Regions from separate parts of the Mus musculus genome. Here region 2 is linked to region 1. The links are chromatin contacts, called in public HiChIP or PLAC-seq maps. All regions are on one chromosome and are shown on one strand. The core of a region is the stretch at or near the end of the contact, and the rest is flanking DNA. Distances in the headings are between cores, read along the strand shown.

Region 1 (2,700 bases), core at 11-2,510:
TTCATACAAACTCTGCAAGGATTTCTTTGAAAATATAACATTAGGGGCTGGGAGATGGCTTTGTCATTAAAGTACTTGCCTTACAAGCTTAAGGATGTGAGTTTAAGCCCCAGAACCTACACTACAAAAAGCCAGGCCCCATCAACAGTCTATTCGTGATGGGGCAGAGCTCCCGAGGCCTCTCTGCTCCCTGAAGAGCTATTAGCAGTTAATGGCTGCTCAGTGGGGAGAGTGTCATCTTTAGTGGTGTAGACAATGACAAGCTGCTCATAATCTAGTAAATAGTCTCCCTGCTTATGTACATAACCCCAATGAGTTCCAGTGGGTCACACAAAAGGAAGTGGACAGGAGGGTGGCTCAGGAGAAGGGACTCTGCAGGAGCAGGAGAGGGACTGAGCAGAGGGAAGTTGATGGGCCTAGTCTTACATCATTAGCTGCTCTTACCACAGTCACCAAGCCTGTCACTTTCACTTCACCACCGTTCACGGTCCTGGCACCTGCTCACTGTTTCCTGTACAACATGTCATTTGATCCCCATAACAACCTCACAAGGAAAGAATAGCTCGCCTCACTCCGCAGACAAGGGCACCGAGGCTTAGGGAAATCACATCATTTCTTCAAGATTGGGCAGAGATTATGAATTGGGGACAGAGAGTTGGACTCCAGTCTCAGGGGACTCTAAGTTCCCACTTCGATCCCTATGGAGCACCGTGGCACATATAAAGAAACGCTTGAAAACCAAGCATCTATTGTAATCCTTTGTGACTACCACATATCTTCACACCCCCCTCTCAGCTAACCTCCCTTAGCTAACTAGTCTCTGAACTAGTTATCTCGTGTTACAACCAAGCAGCCAAAGCTCAGAAAGGGAACCTCATCCAGTGTGGATTTTGGTCTCTGCTGGAAAACACAGAATTCAGAAATACCAAGAGGCAAGAAAGAAAGAAAAATCACATTTCTCCAGCCTTTGTCCTCTCAGAAAAGTATCCCAGGATCTTTGTTTCCAAGAGAAGCCTTTCACTTAACCTCATTTGTCTCGATGAACTGCTCCTCTGACACGCCTTTCTATCATAGCTAAACTTTCAAAGGATGAGAAATATTTGGTACATCCTACAGTTAGTTATCTTTACCCATAAACTACTAGGCTGACTTCAAGTCCCTAGTAATCTCCAGCTTGTCATCCAAGAGGAGCAGACAGTGCTTACAGCCATACAATGCAGCATTGACTGGAAGGAAGGCCTGTGGAGCTTGGGAGTGTAGGACCACAGAGGGCTCAGCCCCTGGCCACTGCTCCTCTGAGGGCTCCCTTCTGTTTCTATCAGCTTTCATCATCCTTGACAAATCTCCAGCCTGTGTAAGACTCAGAGGAGTCAGGGTGGGAGCTGAGGCTTGCTCTACTAGTCCTGAATCGGAACCCACTCTACGTCTGCAGAGGTGCATCCTAACCCTAGTCCTGAGCAGAACAGTAGTTAGCTCCTAGAAATGGAGATATCTTAAATAACTCTTGTTTTCAAAGAAAATCATAGCTTCACATCATGTAATTGACAGTTCATTCGGGGGCTGGGTCCCGGTGGTGCATGCTTTTAGGCTTTTACAGTCCAACACTTGGGAGGAAAGGGTGGATATCTGTGAGTGATGCCACTGGACACAGGTCTGTGGATGAGCCTGAGCAACGAGAGAGGAGACAGGAGAATAATGGCTGCTGATATCCCTGAAGTGCCAGCTGGGCTCCTTCCTGGCCTTCTGTGGTGAGAGAGAACTCTTGGCCGGGGAGTGCGGGCTGGGGGTGCCGTTTTTGAGACTTGTGACTGCCTCTCCCTTCTGTTTGCCAGGGTTGCTCTTCTGCGCAGAGCCTTGGGGGTGTGCTGGTTCCACATGGAACCACAGGCAAGCGCCTACCTGAACCTCTGAACCACTGGCCACCATCCGCTCAGCCCTTCCCACCTGTGATTAAAGAAGACATGGTTATTTTAGAAAACACCCCAAAGGCTAGAGTTTAAGCCTTTTTAAGCTCAAGGGAAGCCTGGTCACCCTATTGCTGGCTTATAAAAAAAGAAGTGAAAAAAAAATCAGATTTACCAAAATCATAATTTTAAGGATTTAATGTTTTAATGAGTTTATGCTTTTTTTTTTAACCATGTAATGATTTAAAGTGCTATGATTTTATTATTGGCTGGTGAACTGTAGGATTCATAGAGAATATTCATGCATAGGTACCGTGCGCAGGGGTCCCATACTTAAGTGGCATGATGAGAGTGCCCAGACTATCTGAATTGCTTTACCACCTCACAAGGAGACAGTGACAAAAGCATCACTTACTAAACAATCAAAATGCCACCTTTGCCCCCCACTTGTAGGCTCTGGTTGGCTGCCTAACTTATCACTACTGACCAGACGCCAACAAAGCACCAGTTAAGAAACAGTGTTGCAAGCCAGGCGTGGTAGCCCATGCCTTTAATCCCAGCACTCGGGAAGCAGAGGCAGGTGGATTTCTGAGTTCGAGGCCAGTCTGGTCTACAAAGTGAGTTCCAGGACAGCCAGGGCTACACAGAGAAAAAAAAAAAAAAAAAAAAAAAAAACCAGTGTTACATACACATTAATTTATTTAATCCTCACGAACCTCCCCTGAGATTGGCACTACAATCACACAATTTTAAGATAACAAGAGAGGAGAGGTGTGGGGTAAACTAAAACCAGGGG
Region 2 (2,700 bases), core at 183-2,682, 470 kb after region 1:
GACTAGAGATTTAGTGCTTTATTTAAAAGAGTTTAGAAAAAAAAATCTGGGTATTACAATCCTAATTGTTTTTCAATTAAATTCAATAGGCACCATAGAGTCACACACAAAGCAGTAAGTGTCTTCATAATCAAACTGTTTGCATTCTCACTGAGAAGTGTCTGGAATCTGTGGTCTCATTAACTGGAAGCATTCTTTGTCCTCATTTAGGCAGATAAGGCATCTGCTCCCTAATAACGATGCCACAGGGAAACTGCCTCCAAAATCATTTTGTATTTCCTTCTTGGATAAATTTGCCAAACTTTGTAACTTTGTAGGGTTCTCTCAAGAGAAAAGATAAATTTACATCCATCCAAAAATGTTGCTTCTAAATCAAATTGCTCCCAAAGTGTTTCATTTGCATACTCAGATGATGAAGCACAAAGTATAGTTCTGTTGTTTTTTGGTTTTTGGTTGTTGGTCTTTGGTTTTTGGTTTTTGGTTTTTGAGGGACTGGTGGTCAGAAATGTGTAGTGGCAGGGACTTAATCATAGTGATCCGGAGTTTACTAGCCCAACAAAATAGAAAATATGGGTTGGTGTCCTTCCTAACTTTTATGTTAACCTGACACAAACTAGTTATCTGGGAGGAGGAAGTCAACTGAGAAAATGCCTCCATCAGACCAGGATGTAGGCAAGCCAACAGGGCATTTTCTTAATTAGTGACTCATGGGGAGAGCTCAGCCCATGGAGGGTAGGGCCATCCCAGCACTGGTGTTCCTGAGTCTATAAGAAAGCAGGCTGAGCAAGCCAGGGGAAGCAAGCCAGTAAGCAGCATCAGCTCCTGCCTTCAAATTCCCGCCCTGTTTGAGTTCCTGTTCTGACTTCCATTAGTGATGAACAGTGATGTGCAGGAATAAGCTAAATAAGCCCTTTCTTTCCCTTTTTCTTTAGGTCATGGTGTTTCATCACAGCAATAGAAATCTCAGCTAAGACAACTAGTAAATGACATCACATGACTAATTAGAACTCATAGGTACATTTCCTGAAAGAGGAATGAGTTTTTCCTGGTTATTTTGACTCAGTTGCTATAAGACTGAAGTATTATAGTTTGAATATGAAATGTCCCCAGTAACAACGTTCAGAGGTGGGGCCATTAAGAAGTGATTGGACCATGGGGTTCTAACTTAGCCAGTGGGATAATGAGGCTCAAGTTAAGTATGTGCCTTCAAACAGACACCTGCTACTTGCTATGTGACTCTGGACAACTTTTTCAACATCCCTGAACCTCAGGGATGGATCTTCATTTATACTCAGTAGAATACTAATGCCTGACTTACAAGGCTGCTGTAAGACTTTGTAGAGCAGAGTTCATAGTTCCACAGACTGTTGAAGAAAAGCCTTCCTTAACAGCTGGAGGAAGTGGTCACTGGGGATGTACCGTTGAAGGCTGAGGTTTGATCTTGGCTGCCAATGAGGCTTTGTTCCACCACAAACTCCTTCTCACGCTGCTCTGCCTTAACATAAGCCCACAGCAGCCAGCCATGCAACCATTGACCAAACCTTTCCAAAGCCATGAGCAGAGTTCAATCTTCCCTCCTTTAAGTTGACTTTGCCTGGGAATTTTGTCACATTGATGGACAAGTGATTAACGCAACGGTCCACAAGTGTCAGGGCACACTATAGGCTTCATTCCATCCAAACGCCAGGTCATATCAGTTCTCTGTTTGGCCATTTTGCTTAGAGTTTAATCTGAACTACATTTCTTTACTTAAAAAGACAAAAATAAATGGATATGCTTCCTTTATTAACTCTTCCTTCTTGCCCCCACACCCAGGGGAGGCTATTGTAGATGGACATGTTATGAAAAAAATAACAGCCCTCAGACTCTTTAGAGATCTGCTGCACATGGCATTTAAGATGTTCAAGTTTTCCATAATAGACAGGCCCCTTCCTAATGGGAATCCCATGGTCTCTAAGGAAGACATATTGGGCGCAATGACTCTACCTGGATTATGGTAACACTAACCATTGGCTCACACTTCACCTGCCACCAGGACTCTGCCCAAACTGTGGATATTTTTGGGTTGATTGCCCTACTCTACCTGGTCAATGTCAAGTCAATTTCTCCAAGTTCCTCTATAGGAAAAATCTCTCTATAGGAAAAAGACCTGGGTCTGACAGCCATAGGCCAATGCTGTTCTGTAGTCACCTGAAGATTAAATGCTGTCCTGTATGACAGCTGAAGACCTACAACCACTGCCCCCAGAAAAACTGTGGAAATCACCAGAGCCTACGGTAACCTAGGTAATGGGTCTCAGTTGTTTTAATTGATTCATAGGCCAGTTAGATTATACTTCCAGCTATAGTTTATCTTTCTCAGATCTCTGATGGTTTGAGATCTGTAGCTTTAACAGCAGCAAGCATACTAGCCACTTCCCCAAGGCACGAACTGCCTGCTCAGTTTCCTTCATACATAATAACCAGGTCTTCTTTACCCTGAGACTCAGCTGAGAAAGACAGTTTACCTTGCGACCAGACTCCAAATAGAGATAAATTCACAAAACACATTTTAAAGTAAGTTTTTAAAAAATACTACACACACACACATACACACACACACACACACACACACACACACACACACACGATACACTGTAGCTGTCTTCAGACACACTAGAAGAGGGTCCATTACAGATGTTTGTGGGCCACCATATGGTTG

What was found. HiChIP or PLAC-seq counts read pairs in DNA pulled down with a chosen protein or histone mark.
Region 2: an H3K27ac HiChIP or PLAC-seq map of T-cell acute lymphoblastic leukemia shows a contact between it and region 1, with 9 times the contacts expected there. The contact joins two enhancer-like sites. A contact is called at or near these places in 11 of 39 promoter capture datasets (3T3-L1-derived adipocytes, the HPC-7 cell line, cranial neural crest and 7 more), 2 of 115 datasets of contacts at active chromatin or transcription factors (T-cell acute lymphoblastic leukemia and pancreatic cancer cells) and 2 of 9 other capture datasets (liver and macrophages).

The regions. Positions count from the first base shown.
Region 1 is chr15:37,418,546-37,421,245 of GRCm38.p6, forward strand. All of the region lies in intron 1 of Ncald (neurocalcin delta), which reads right to left. Gm15941 (predicted gene 15941) reads right to left here. Exons shown (of 3, transcript NR_045283.1): 3 at 2,588-2,700. It also overlaps the pseudogene Gm8668. Among named protein-coding and RNA genes, the nearest start is that of 4930447A16Rik, 5.7 kb to the right of the region's middle. Within about 2 kb of position 1,261, at least 45 of the 459 cell types and tissues checked have an H3K27ac peak or open chromatin away from gene starts, as enhancers often do. A contact at or near this core is called in T-cell acute lymphoblastic leukemia, where this site is marked.
Region 2 is chr15:37,883,894-37,886,593 of GRCm38.p6, forward strand. No RefSeq gene overlaps it. Among named protein-coding and RNA genes, the nearest start is that of Gm35019, 23 kb to the right of the region's middle. Within about 2 kb of position 1,433, at least 18 of the 459 cell types and tissues checked have an H3K27ac peak or open chromatin away from gene starts, as enhancers often do. A contact at or near this core is called in T-cell acute lymphoblastic leukemia, where this site is marked.